Linked DNA regions of Triticum aestivum: region 2 is linked to region 1. Evidence: chromatin contacts called from public Hi-C data. All regions are on one chromosome and are shown on one strand. The core of a region is the stretch at or near the end of the contact, and the rest is flanking DNA. Distances in the headings are between cores, read along the strand shown.

The links. Hi-C and Micro-C count contacts between places; a contact is called where the count stands out from the background.
Region 2: a Hi-C map of leaf shows a contact between it and region 1, with 9 times the contacts expected there. The contact joins the promoter of LOC123078649 here to the promoter of LOC123078646 in region 1. A contact is called at or near these places in 4 of 5 Hi-C or Micro-C datasets (leaf and root) and 1 of 1 datasets of contacts at active chromatin or transcription factors (leaf).

Annotation. Positions count from the first base shown.
Region 1 is chr3D:321,214,154-321,221,302 of IWGSC CS RefSeq v2.1, forward strand. LOC123078646 reads right to left here and starts at 3,965. Exons shown (of 9, transcript XM_044501228.1): 1 at 3,714-3,965; 2 at 2,478-2,589; 3 at 2,292-2,374; 4 at 1,418-1,543; 5 at 1,198-1,318; 6 at 1,013-1,097; 7 at 482-595; 8 at 354-393. The coding sequence starts at 2,565.
Region 2 is chr3D:321,382,070-321,389,218 of IWGSC CS RefSeq v2.1, forward strand. LOC123078649 (probable isoprenylcysteine alpha-carbonyl methylesterase ICMEL2) reads left to right here and starts at 4,487. Exons shown (of 12, transcript XM_044501231.1): 1 at 4,487-4,924; 2 at 5,778-5,854; 3 at 6,067-6,136; 4 at 6,218-6,298; 5 at 6,385-6,459; 6 at 6,573-6,674; 7 at 7,089-7,149. The coding sequence starts at 4,512.

The DNA of each region.
Region 1 (7,149 bases), core at 2,715-5,214:
AAACCAATCTAATCCCAATTCCCTTCCTTGAGTCCTTCCCCTGAGGACCGACTGCCGACAAGGTACCATCCCCCCTGCTGCGGTCCAAGCAAGTATCCTACCGTAATTATACCAGTATAGGTGATATGCAGGTCAATACAAACGCATTACAAAAGTAAGTGTGATAAATGTTTAATGTGTTGTAGAATTCAGTGAGCGCTTACTATTGTCAAAAGCTGATTGGACAATTTTAGTGTGATGGCAAAATTTTAGTGTGATTAGACAATTTTATGTGTGAAAAAGCCAACAACCCGGTTAACAGTAAACAAGAAAGATCATTTGGCGAAGCCAATTGATGTTTATCAGGAACTAACCTGCCAGTACATGAATGTTTGCATAGCATTGCGTTGTTTCCTACAAAAGTAAAAGAACAATATAAATGCATGGTTAAGTGGCCACTGGAAGGGGGTTAATCACAATGAACAAGGGCAGGCCTACTGACGAGAACAGGGATAAGATCATAAGAAAGCCCAACAAAATCTCTGCATTTGCAATCAGAAAGTTGACTGCAGTTGTGTTTGCCTCAACCCATGTGCAAAGCGGCTCCAGGTATGCCCTACAAATTAGCAACACGACAGTTATAATCCATTTTGCCAGCATGTTCAACGGGCAAAATATTGTAAACTGATAGCAGATTCAGTTCATACAAAATGATTATTCTGCATTTATCGGCTTGTTACCATGCAATTTTAATACACATAAACATTTCTATTTTGTGTTTGACTACTGATGGACCGGGGCTTGCTCATTTGGTCTGTTAGCCATTGCACAAAAAGGCAACAAAGAGTACTTTCAGGGGTTGAGGCTCAGAGAGATGAAAGCATATAACAAAAAAGCCAAGATAACAACCTAATGAGTATGGAGATCATGCCTAAGGTATTGATTCTTTATGCGCAAAGCTGGAATGATAACATGCACTGTGTATGCATAGAAGGCAAAACATGTGCCTACAAGTCTGCCAGGTTCATTTTACCTGTAGAGAGAGGAATTGGTAAAATGGCGCCGTAGAAATCTGGCCACATGTTCAAGTGCCCAGCAAATTACCGGTACCAAAACAACTGCCACAAAGGGTTAACTCGTCATGTGCAGGAAAGCTGAGACGTTTGGGTAGTAACATGAAAAATTTGATCTCAAAGATTAAATACTTCATATGCTTACGCTTCAAGTGTAGTTTAGATGTAACAAACATAAGGCAGTACATGAATGGAATAAAATCCTTTGATGAAGTTACATGGTGGCACCAGGCCTGAACAGCCTGTGTGTTCCCTACTCTGGGTAGCTGATAGGAAGGGTAAATGTTAATTAAGTTGTGCAAGGTATCTGAAGTGGGAGGAAGCATAAAAAAAGTAAATACAACACTCAGTTTCATGTTACTGACCCCATAAAGAGCAAATATGGCATAACCTGTGGTACAGGTTGTGCCAAGAAGTGACAAACGATATCCCTTGAGTTGCAGTTGTCGTGTTGCCAGTGGAATGATGCCGATCAACGCAACAATAAGAACCTATAGAAAAAAGTGTGTATGATAAAGATAATGTGATTATCTAGAGTATTTTGCACACATCAACAAAAAATCTCCCGTTGCTCATCATAATACATGCAAGCTAAAAGAAAGTATACAAGATTACGCATTCCACACACTAACGTAGGTACTATCATAAGTTGGAAAACTGATACTATAAAGTATAAAATGGATAGTTTGAATGTTTGATGCAATTCTAGACAAAAGTATAAAGATCCATTCATACAGTTCAAATTACGCAGGGAGGGCACTAAGATCTTGTTCATACAAAAACCAAGGACCAATTATCCTTGACTAGTTGTGTTTTGGCGAAACAAAACTTAGAACACTGTGTTAATCTGCTCTAACATATGCCTAATTCTGTGATAATCCTGACCGTCCATTCGCTTATGATTTTTTTTTGAAACTAAACTTCCATTAGGCAAATGAAGGGTCAAGATGAAGGTATTTTCATGAACACCAGCGTGCAGGCTTGACTAAAGCAAAATATGCTCGGACTAGTAGTTAGTCTGATTAATCTCACTTACAGAAGTGAGCTGTTGTTTTACACTCCATTCAACTAAGCCTAAAAATAGTTATCCGGTGGAGTACAAGATTGAGATGGATCTGACACTTTTAAGAGATGCACCAACTTAGACAAGACTAAGATATTCAGCAAGGATTGATGTCGACATATAGAAAAATTACATGTGATACAGTAATTGCTGACAAAGTACATCAGTCCATTTACCCAAGCATTAACAGAAAAATGTAATGACCGCTGATCCAACTGAAGCGAAAGTCTGCTTTGTGCTGGTCCAGCAGAATCAGCACCTACAAAATCCACGAAGATCAGATTGACAGATGAAAATGGCTACAACTTACTAGGTGTTCAGTGTAGAGAGATGATACAACACAAGAATATGCTTGTTATCACCTGGATCATGAGGTATTGCATTATCATTAGCAGTTGTAGATTCTCGCTCTGTTGATGCTGGGAACTGAGAAGAGCTGGCTGAGGACATTCCTCTAACAACAAAGTCAGGACCCTATAACCAAACACAGGATAAGAAACAAACCTAAGCTCTTATAAAACCACGTTATGCATATAAAAACAGAAATAGATCCCCAAAAGGAGACAGAAAAAATATATTAAGTCAGTCAACATCACAGCCTTAATAGCAGTAGAATAGTAAAAGGAAGATGTTTTGTGAAATTGCAGCAGATATCAGTGACTTGACTTGGTTGGAACAAAATAAAAAGATACATGGGAAAAACGTCACAGAAGGTCTTCCTTAAAGAAAGAGGCCTATATAGATACAACGATTCAACAATGTAGGTAGTCCTAAAAAAAGCTCTAATGTAGAACTTCAATTATTTTTCCCCGCTCCCTTTTTCGTACCGCAACAATTTAATCTATTCCTTGCCATTTACAACTTTCATGGCCGTATGTACAATGTTCTAACTAGCACACTGGCAGAGGCCATAGAGTCAAATTAGGCAGAGATCGGGATCACTCAAATAGGCAGAAACAAAGCAGAAGCACAAACAGCTAGACCAAGTACACGAACTGATTAGTGGGCATTTGAAAATCGAAATAGAACTAATCAAGCTTGTATGAACCTCAAGGAGTGAAATCCAAAAGGTGGGAACTGTTTGGCAGCCGCGGTTTTGTTCTAGACAAGTTGAAGAGCGAGGTTAGGTCTGAAACAAATCACCGAGGATGCAAGAATGCGGTCAATTACTTGAGGGGAAGAAGGCGGCGAATCTTCGCAGCATTGCTTGGCCACAAGCTGAAAACCGGCGGAAAAGGAAGACATGAGCGCAAGGAGGCGAGAATCTTGAGAGACCCTAACGAATTCCACCGTAAATCAGGCACCGCCTAGTCCTACAGCACTCAGTATCCCCCTCGCATCGCACATGTTCATCGTCTCTTGTCTCTCTCGCCAGTGAGCTGAAACTTTGAGCTCATGGCCAAACAATCTTGGGGGGTCATGTGGCGGGGGCGGCAGCAAGCGGGGCGGCTGTGCGCAATGCGGGGAGCCAAATCGGGTGTGGGGATTAGCGAAGTCAAATGAAGCAGAGCTCCACTACAGAACAGAAGAGAACAGAACACCAAGGGAGATGAGTAGTACTAGTGCTGGTAGAAGCAGAGGCAGCAGCAAAACCTAACCTGCGTAAAATAATCCAGGGCCGCTTGGAACGGAGCCGGTCGCGAATTCCGATACAGTGGAGCCACGGGAAGGGGAGAGAGAGGGAGGGAGGGCGAGGGAGCCAGCCCTCCTCGAATCTAGACTTGGGCAATCTCCGACGCAAAGGCAGCAGCAGCAGCACAGGGACAGAGGAAGAAGACTGACCCCCTGCCTGCCTGCTGTCTCCTTCTCCTCCCCTTCTTTTTTTCTCCTCTGATTTTTCTTTTATTTTCTTTTGCAATGCAGGCCATTGGTTATGTCGTTATGACGAGCGCCCGCTAGCCCACACGGCACGAAAGCGACCAGTGCGGGGGGCCCGCGACCATCGACGGACAGTTCAGGGGCGAGATCGCAACATTGGAGGGTTCCGTGGTGCCAACTGCCAAGATGCCCCTTTTCCTTTCTTTTTCTTTTCTTTTTCTGTGACTGATAAAAGACGTACACCACGAGTAAAAATGGGGGAAATTCGAGTGGGGAGGAGGAGCTAAAGCAAACCGCACCACTGCGCCGCCAGATCTGCGCACCACCCTCGATTTCTCCAATAACATTAGAGCACCTTCGGTCGTTCGGCCCCAGGGACTAGAAATATCGCCGCTTGAGGGTGAACCGGCGGTAATTTCGACGTGAGGGGCCTTGGATTCCCAGCCGAACCCCCCAAGTTCGCCCCCAGCCGCCGATTTCGGTTCAATTTCGGTGCAAAATAGGCTCAAATTCGTCCTAAATTCGGCATGTTTCTTCACAAATTCAACTTAAACTATTTTTTATCACATAGTTTATCACACAAATCAATACAAATCAAATAGTTCAACGAAGCAAACTCATAACTCAAACACACAAAAAACTCATAGTTCATCACAGTCGAACTAGGCGTTGCCCTTGAGCCTCCATAGGTGCCCCACCAGATCGTGTTGCAGTTCTTGATGCATCTGTGGATCTCGGATCTCCTGGCGCATATTGAGAAAGGCAGCCCATGATGTCGGAGCTGGTGATTAACTTGGGCAAAAGGACCCTGCCTGTAGTATGGTTCAGTGTCGAACACTCGCTCTTCCTACTCGCTCTCAATGATCATGTTGTGCAAGATGACACAACAAGTCATGACTTTCCACATTTGATCTTTCGACTAGGTCAGGAAATCGAGATTGGAGCCCACCAAATGCCCGCTCCACATCCTTCTTGCAAGCCTCCTAACACTTGGCAAAGTAGGAGTTCTTGCCTACTCGCACAGGGTTTGAGATAGTATTCACAAATGTGGACCATCTCGGATAGATGTCATCTACTAGGTAGTATCCCGTGTTGTAGTGGCGTCCATTGACCTTGAAGTTCACCGGAGGAGCATGACCTTCAACAAGCTTGGCAAAGACATTCGAGCACTACAGTACGTTGATATCATTGTGAGTTCCTGGCATGCCAAAGAAGGAGTGCCAAATCCAGAGGTCATGTGTGGCCACTGCCTCAAGTACCACACTACAAGCTCTTTTGGCGCCTTTGTACATCCCCTGCCAAGCAAATGGACAGTTTTCCATGCCCAATGCATGCAGTCGATGCTTCCAAGCATCCCAGAAAATCCTTGTTGGAAAACGTAGCATGCAATTTCAAAAAATTTCTACGCTCACGCAAGATCTATCTAGGAGATGCATAGCAACAAGAGGGCGGGGGAGTGTGTCCACGTACCCTCGTAGACCGAAAGAGGAAGCGTTTGACAATGCGGTTGATGTAGTCGAACTTCTTCTCGTTCTGACCGATCAAGCACCGAACGTACGACACCTCCGAGTTCTGCACACGTTCAGCTCGATGACGTCCCTCAAACTCTTGATCCAGCAAAGTGTCGAGGGAGAGTTCCGTCAACATGACGGCGTGGTGACGGTGATGGTGAAGTGATCCACGCAAGGCTTCGCCTAAGCACTACGTGAATATGACCGGAGGCGTAAACTGTGGAGGGGGCGCCGCACACGGCTAACAGATGTTGTTGTGTGTTCTAGCGGTGCCCCCCTCATATATATAGGTTGGAGGGGAGGGGAGGCAGCCAAGGGGGCGCCCCAAGTAAGAGGAATCCTACTTGGGCGCCTGCCAATTCGGCCCCCTTCCATATTCATCCGGAGGGGGAAGGAAGGAGGAGGGAGGAGAGAAGGAAGGGGGAGGCCGAATCCCTCCCCTTCCTTTCTCTCTTCTCCTCTTTCCTTCCCCCCCTACTTTGGCCTACATGGGGTGCACCAGCCCCCTAGGGATCGGTCTGTCCCCTTATTGGCCCATTAGGCCCATGTAGATGCCGGGGGGATGCCCGGAACCCCTTCCGGTGACCCGATATGTACCCGGTACCCCCAGAACACTTCCGGTGTCCGAATATCATCGTCCTATATATGAATCTTCACCTCTCGACCATTTCGAGACTCCTCGTCATGTTCGTGATCTCATCCGGGACTACGTACAATATTCGGTCACCAAATCACATAACTCATATAATACAAAATTGTCATCGAACGTTAAGCGTGCGGACCCTACGGGTTCGAGAACTATGTAGACATGACCAAGACACCTCTCCGGTCAATAACCAACAACGGAACCTGGATGCACAGATTGGTTCCCACATATTCTACAAAGATCTTTATCGGTCGTACCATAATGACAACATACGTTATTCCCTTTGTCACCGGTATGTTACTTGCCCGAGCTTCGATCATCGGTATCTTCATACCTAGTTCAATCTCGTTATCGGCAAGTCTCTTTACTCGTTCCGTAATACATCATCCTGCAACTAACTCATTAGTCACATTGCTTGCAAGGTTTATCATGATGTGTATTACCGAGAGGGCCCAGAGATACCTCTCCGATACTCGGAGTGACAAATCCTAATCTCGATCTATGCCAACCCAACAAACACCTTCGGAGATACCTGTAGAGCATCTTTATAGTCACCCAGTTATGTTGTGACGTTTGATAGCACATAAGGTATTCCTTCGGTATCAGGGAGTTGCATAATCTCATAGTCGAAGGAATATGTATATGACATGAAGAAAGCAATAGCAATAAAACTTAACGATCATTATGCTAAGCTAATGGATGGGTCTTCTCCATCACATCATTCCCCTAATGATGTGATCCCGTCCATCAAATGAAAACTCATGTCTATGGTTAGGAAACTTAACCATCTTTGATCAACGAGCTAGTCTAGTAGAGGCCCACTAAGGACACTGTGTTTTGTCTATGTATCCACACATGTATCAAGTTTCCAGTTAATACAATTCCAGCATGAATAATAAACATTTATCATGATATAAGGAAATATAAATAACAACTTTATTATTGCCTCTAGGGCATATTTCCTTCAGTCTCCCACTTGCACTAGAGTCAATAATATAGTTCACATCGCCATGTGATTTAACACCAATAGATCACATCGTCATGTGATTAACACCCATA
Region 2 (7,149 bases), core at 3,237-5,736, 170 kb after region 1:
CAGCTATCGATCCTATAACCCGGTCTCCAAACTATCACCATGAGACCGGTAAAATAGAAAACCTATCAAGGGTAAACCTTTGCCTTGCACGAAGTCCACTTGATCTAGATGATGACGATCTTGACTCCCTCAAGTTGGACCACCTTTCTCGATTGCCTTCGCTCGATGAAGACTAGTTGATTGCCCCCCCATACTCCACTATGGGTGAGCCACTCTTTGGCACATCTTCACAAGTCCATTGACACCACAATGGACGGCAAGCTTCAAGGATAATACCTTTGTGATGCTCCACTTGAACTTGCACAACGCAAACTTGATGACGATCACCACTTGATGTCATCCTCCATGGGTTGTATGAGATCTTCCTCTTGATGCAAACCCATGGAAACAAACCATACCATGGGATCACTTGATCCCTCTCAGTACATCTTCTACGCTTTGTGAGTTGATCAACTTGATTCACTCTTGACTTCGTCTTGATCCACCTTGAACCTTTCCAACTCTCTTCATTTGGATGATGCCTTGAAGGTAAGCATGAATGATCACACAATCTTCTTCTTCAAGACATGCTTGCAATAAGCTCAACTCTCACATGACCAATCTTTGGATAATTTCTTAATAGCACCTTGGTCAACACATAAACTCCTTGAAACCAACACATGGACTTCAAGAAATGCCTATGGACAAATCCTTCAAATATAACTCAATGCGACCATTAGTCCATAAAGAATGTCATCAATTACCAAAACCACACATGGGGGCACCACATGTCCTTTCAGTGGTGGCGCAGCGTGCTGGGCGCCATATTTGCCTAGGCTTGGGTGGAGCTGGCTCACTGGTTCTTTTAGCCGGCGACGAGGTCTGCAGTGGCTTCTACTTGGTCATGGCGTGATGGTGGGCTACGCGTATGCGGTTGCTGCGCGGTGGTGCGGCGTGGAGGGCGTCAAATCTGCCCGGGCTCAGGTGGAGCTGACTCGCTGGTTCTTCTGGCCGGCGATGAGGTCTGGAGTAGCTTCTACTTGGTCATGGCGTGATGGCTTCCTGGGAGGTGTGAAGGTTAGCGGAGGTGCAGTGCGTGAGGATGTGGCGTTGGGCGGTGCTCCAGCGAAATCTTGTCGGGCTCTTGCCAAATGATGTGGTTAGAAAATTGCGAATTTGACTTAAGATGACTACAAGCGCCGGTGAAATTCCTTCAAACTTCAGACAGACAGTCAAGAAAGAGCGAAGTTGTTGAGTTTAGGTAACTTCTATATGTGACACCTGATAAGTGTATTGTTCACTTTCACGCATGTCAGTGATCAGTGTATGATGACGTTGAATGGTTACTCTCAAAGTTGGGAGCACAAACTAGAATAAAGAGAAACTTAATTTTGCTTGAGTGTTGACTATGATCAGAAAAGAAGGGACTACAGTTGCAGGTGGAGTGACATGGAGTGTGGTAGTAGCAACAATACTCATGGTGTAACTCAAGTCCAATGTACATGGAGGTTTGACGCATAGCCGAATTCAGGGTGGTGGAGAATATACGTCATGGTAGAGTTTGTTGGAGTTGTGTCGAATATTGTGTACAAGGTAGGTTACAGTTGTAGTATGTCTAAATAAAATAATAATTGAGTGCTATTAGGACACTTATATCCAAGGCCTCAAATATAATGCGTGGTAGACACGCGATGTAACATATACCGGCATAATAGCGCAGACACACAAGTGAAGCCGACGTCGTGTGCCAATGCCCGAGTGGCCGGTATCGCGACGGTGTCTCGGGAAGGAGCGTATGTAGTTAGGCTTTGAGAATGTGGCCATGTTATGTTAATGAACCTCGTTAATAAATTTCAGTGTTGTGCTTGTGTGCTTGGTTGATTCTCGAACGACGGACGACCCTGCCTCGAATCAATTCTAACAATACCCCTCAAATTTACAAAATGCATTACGCACCTATAACGAATGTTATACAAGAGCAGACAACCTATGTACAAACAACACTTTAAATGTTAACGTAGATCGGCGGCTGAAAATCTAAGTGCCCCATTCCTGCGTGCAAAAGGGGACAAAGTTGCGGTAATGTTACCTACGTTCGCTCGCTGGAGAGGGGTGGCAGCGAACCATGTGTGACGCCAATTTTAGTTTCAAGAAGAGATAAAACGATCATAGTTTTTAAATAAAAATTGTCTTCTCAAGAAGAAACTGATATGTCCTCTGAAGAGAATGCCATCCCTCATCACTTTATCAAAATTAAAATCGTCATCTAATCGTTCGATGTACTACCTTCACAAACGAACATTCTAAAGTTACGAGGATCCTAAGATTATGGGTCCAGCCTTGTTGAGCGGCAAAATTGACAAAATTGACCTCAGAGCAAAAATATTTCATAAATTAACTGTTTTTAAAAATATTTCACACCACTGATTATTTTGTGCAGCGTCCGACAGCAAGACGTTGCACTCTGCTGTGCAGCTCTTTAAAGATGAGCTGGATGAAATATTTTAGAACACAGTTTAGTTTGTGAAATAGTTTCGTTTTGAGAATAAATTTGTGCCCTTTGCCACGTGAAGTGGCACGTTTCCAATGAGTCGCATCAGCCGGCCAGCCGTGTCGGAAACCAGGAGCAAAGTCACTTGGGTTCTAACGCGTGGCGCGGCGACACGTAATCACGGGTCCACATTGCCGGACGCGGACGGCAACTGCGTTCACCTCACCGCCGCACCCTAAGCCAGCTACGCCTCGCTCCACAGACCGCAAACGAAGCTCTAGAACCTGCAAAGATTCCCCTGCCTCACGCCACAATCATGTACGCGGCCCTACCACGGTACACCACTCACCAATCATTTTGGCCCATACTAGTACCACCACAAAGTATTGCATCATAATATAGCCATTTTGGTAGCACACACACTCGTGTTTGTTGTCCTCGTTTCATTTTTTTTCCTTTCAAATTTCTATTTTTCTAATAACAGAAGAGATTTCCTCGCTGGGGTGTGAGCCTCCAGCGTCGTGTGCTGTGCAAATCATCCATCATTGAGCCTTCCACGCATCCTTTTGCTGGCAAAGGGCATATGCTCTGGCCTCTGTGTGTGACCAACTGACCATAACGCACGATGAGTAGTACTACTACCACGAGTAAATAATTTTTCGAATTTGGACAGGGTCACACCACCACCACCACCATTCGTGTTGCTGTATCCAATTCTACCTTCGGCACCGAAAGCCGAGTAAATTGCATAGAAGTACCACACTTGGGGCATTGGAAGCAGATTGGTACCAAGATTGATAATTTTTACGTGTCAGTACCAACTTTGGGGCGAGGTGTTGTAAAAGAAGCTAAAACAGCTGTTTATACGTATTGACACGGAAACTGACCGGTTGGGCCCGCCTGTCGGGTGCTGACATGGCATGTTTTTTGCAAAAAAACTCCCTGGAATCTCCTCTCTCTCCCCCGAACGCTCTCCCCCTCCTCTGTCTCGATCTCTCACACACACCCGACGCCACGTCAGCAGTTGACGCTGGCGACCAAAGGCACGGCGGTGGCACGCCGGAGTTGCTCGGGATGGCGCTAACAAGCACCGTTTCGCGCGTGGTTTGCGGCTATGGCGAGCTGGCGGTGCGGCGCATCTAAAGGAGGTAGCGGGGGGTGCCGGGGTGCAGTGTCGCGGCGGCGGCGATGGGCGGAGCAGCGGCCGGAGTTCGGCCGGGTGCGGGGATGCGGCTGCAGCGCTCGAGAGAGCGAGTTGGGGTGCGGGTTGGGTTCCTGGCGAGGTCTGGAGCACGTCTACGTGCCTAGGAGCGACGAACACGGCCTCTGGCCATGGCGGCGAGGAGCTCAGGCGGCGGCGCGAATCGGTCGCCGGCGGAACGGTGGCCATGGCGAGAAAAGGAGCACGGGAGCAAGGGGAGAGGAGGCAGGGGCTCACGGCGAGTCGGTGGGAGCAGACGGCGAGCTCGGGGGAGGTCGGACGGCGTCGAATCGTCGGCGGTTGTCGTCGGATCCCGCGGAAGAAGCCGAAGGCGAGGACGACGGCACGGGGCTCCCGGCGTCACGTGGCTTGGCGATGAGGAAGAGGGCGTCGCGGCTGAGCCGTTGGATGGTATGGAGAGGGGTAGGTTGGACGGTGGCCACGGTGATCGTCGGCGGTGGCGACGGCCGCGTTCGGGTGTGTGAGAGAGATCGAGACAGAGGAGGGGGAGAGCGTTCGGGGGAGAGAGAGGAGATTTCAGGGAGTTTTTTGCAAAAAAACATGCCATGTCAGCACCCGACAGGCGGGCCCAACCGGTCAGTTTCCGTGTCAATACGTATAAACAGCTATTTTAGCCTCTTTTGCAACGCCTCGTCCCAAAGTTGATACTGACACGTAAAAATTACCAATCTTGATACCAATCTGCTTTCAATGCCTCAATTGTGGTACTTCTATGCAATTTACTCCCGAAAGCCTCGCCCGGTTCCCAGTTGCCAGCCCGCAAAAGTCCGCCCGCGCCGGAAGGATGGCGAAGCAAGGAGGCAAACGAGGATTTGCGGCATGTTGCTGCGCTCGCCCCGCCTCCCCCACGCGTCCCTCCACGCCACGCACTCGCGCTCCCCGCCCGCCTCCTCCTCCTCCTATTTAGGCGCTCCCCTCCTCCCCGCTCCATTCTTCCGCACCAACTCGAATCTCCCACTCCCAACCGCCCGGCGGACCTTCCCGAGCCTTCGCCACGCAATGGCAATGCAGCCTCCCGCCTCCGGGGACGACGCGCGCGAGGCGGACGCGCTCCTCCCGCGGAGCGACTCCGCCGGCCGCCGCCGCTCGTCGCCCGTGCAGTCCGCGTCCCCGAGGCCCCCGGGCTCGGCCGGCCCCAGGAGGCAGTCGTCCTTCCGCGACGACGTCGGCCATGCCGCCTCCGAGACCTACCTCGTCACGCGCCTCACCTTCACCCTGCTCCAGTACCTCGGGTAATCACCGAAATTCCTCGCTGGCTACTCCACTGTCTCCAACGCCATGAGGTGCTCCAACTCGAGGGCGATCGCTATGATGCAACACGCACGGTAGTGGTGATGGTTTTGATGCTCCTGTAGCGACCCAAAATTTCAGTTCTACTTGGAAACTTCCTTATGTCCGGAGGTCGTTCAGATGGCTGAGTTGCAAGGCAGCTTCATATCAATCCCTATGGAGAAGCCAACTCCACAAGGTTGTTTGATCACGTAATTGCGTGAGGGACACGGACTAGAATTAAGCTTCGGGGACCACATAACTGTTTCCCTGTCGTGCGGGCTTTGTCTTTGCATAACAAACCATTTGTTCAGAAACAAATTAAAAAACTTTGTATCCATCTTGATTTGGTGATCTTGGTCCTTTTTTTCCTTGTAAAAGACGGAACAAGAGGGGCGATCGCTTTTATCTGCCTTAAAATCGTGTTTGGCATCTTTGCTACAACAGTACAGCTATTTCCGCCATAATCGTTTACAAGAGATACATCGAGGGCAAGTTGCTCTGCTGAAACATAAATAAGCCTGTCATGTATTCACTAGAGTAGTTGGTTGTGCGCATCCTAGTCGCGCAAAGGCAGGTTGTGTGCTCATTGTGTTTGTATCCCCTTGATGCTGCTGCGGGGAATATGTTTAGGCATTGTATTTTGCAGTATGGCATGGGGAGGCCATACAAATTCTCACACTCACTGTAGTTCAAAACTCCCTTTGTAGTTTAAGATTCACTGATAATCTTCACCCTTTTTGTCAGAATGCATCGATGAATAAAATCACTGTTGATTTTTTTTTCTATTCCCGTTCTAATTTTAGTATTATTCAGGTTAGGTTACCGCTGGATGAGGCAGCTTGTTGCCCTCGCAGTCTATGCTATTCTACTTATGCCAGGTTTTTTGCAAGGTATATTGCAAACAGGTTACCATTTCAGGGATTGCAGTATCAGTTTTTATTATGCACATCAAAGAGCATGTGGATGGATATTCTTTGTTATTTCTGATGTTCATGTGGTCTTCTGCTTCTTGAATGGACCCCTGGATTATTGGCTCATTTAATAATAATATCGTATCATCGATATCCTATGGCATTCTGAAAACAGGCTTTCTCTATTGCAGTTGGATATTACTATTTCTTTTCAAGCCAGGTTCATAGAAGTATAGTTTACGGAGAACAACCGAGAAACAGGTAACATCAACCATCCCCACCCCAATGCCCCAGAAGCCCTTCCTATGGTTTTTTCAGTTTTATGACAATTGCATTGTACAGGTTGGATTTGTATATACCCAAAGATAATAGAAGACCCTGTCCTGTGGTGGCCTTTGTAACTGGTGGGGCCTGGATTATTGGGTGAGTGTTGATGTTTTTGCAACTACACATTACGTTAATCCTTTGCGGCGACTTCATTTGTTGACCACATTGCTCGGAATTTTCAGTTACAAGGCATGGGGTGCCCTTCTTGGCAGGCGGTTGGCTGAGAGAGGAATCATAGTTGCTTGCATTGATTACAGGTGCTGCTTGATTTTCATTGAAATCACTCCATTTTATTTTATTAATAAAATAATATGAAGTAATTGTTTCACTTTTTATTTGCTTGACACACTGTTCACACATTTATTTTCAGAAATTTTCCGCAAGGAAGAATAGGTGACATGGTTAGCGATGCTTCTCAGGGGATCTCATTTGTGTGTAACAACATTGCTAGTTATGGAGGTGATCCTAATAAGTAAGATAGCCATTTTTTGTGTACAAAAGTGACTATTGAAGGGTCACAAAGAGCAGTTTTTCCCCCTTAGCCTAAGTTTACGTGCCAATTCATGGCATTTTCTTCAGAAGATGCACGATTTGGTTAACCTGCGATTGTCAACTAGATAGCCACAAATTATTGATGAATAACTCAGGAAACTTGACCTCTTTTTATATGTGTCACTGGACACTTCTTAGAACTTTACTTAAAAGGCCTTGTGCTAGCTTAAGTCTTATAAATATTTTCATGTCATTTTGCATTATGTTGATGGCATATATTTACATCATTCTGTTTACTGATACCTTTCCACCAGAGTAATGTTTTGTTATATATGCACGACAATTCAGTTATCATAACTCTGTATAACCTGTTGGTTTTATGATAAACCTGTAGGATCTACTTGATGGGTCAGTCAGCAGGAGCACATATTTCAGCATGTGCCCTAATGGAGCAA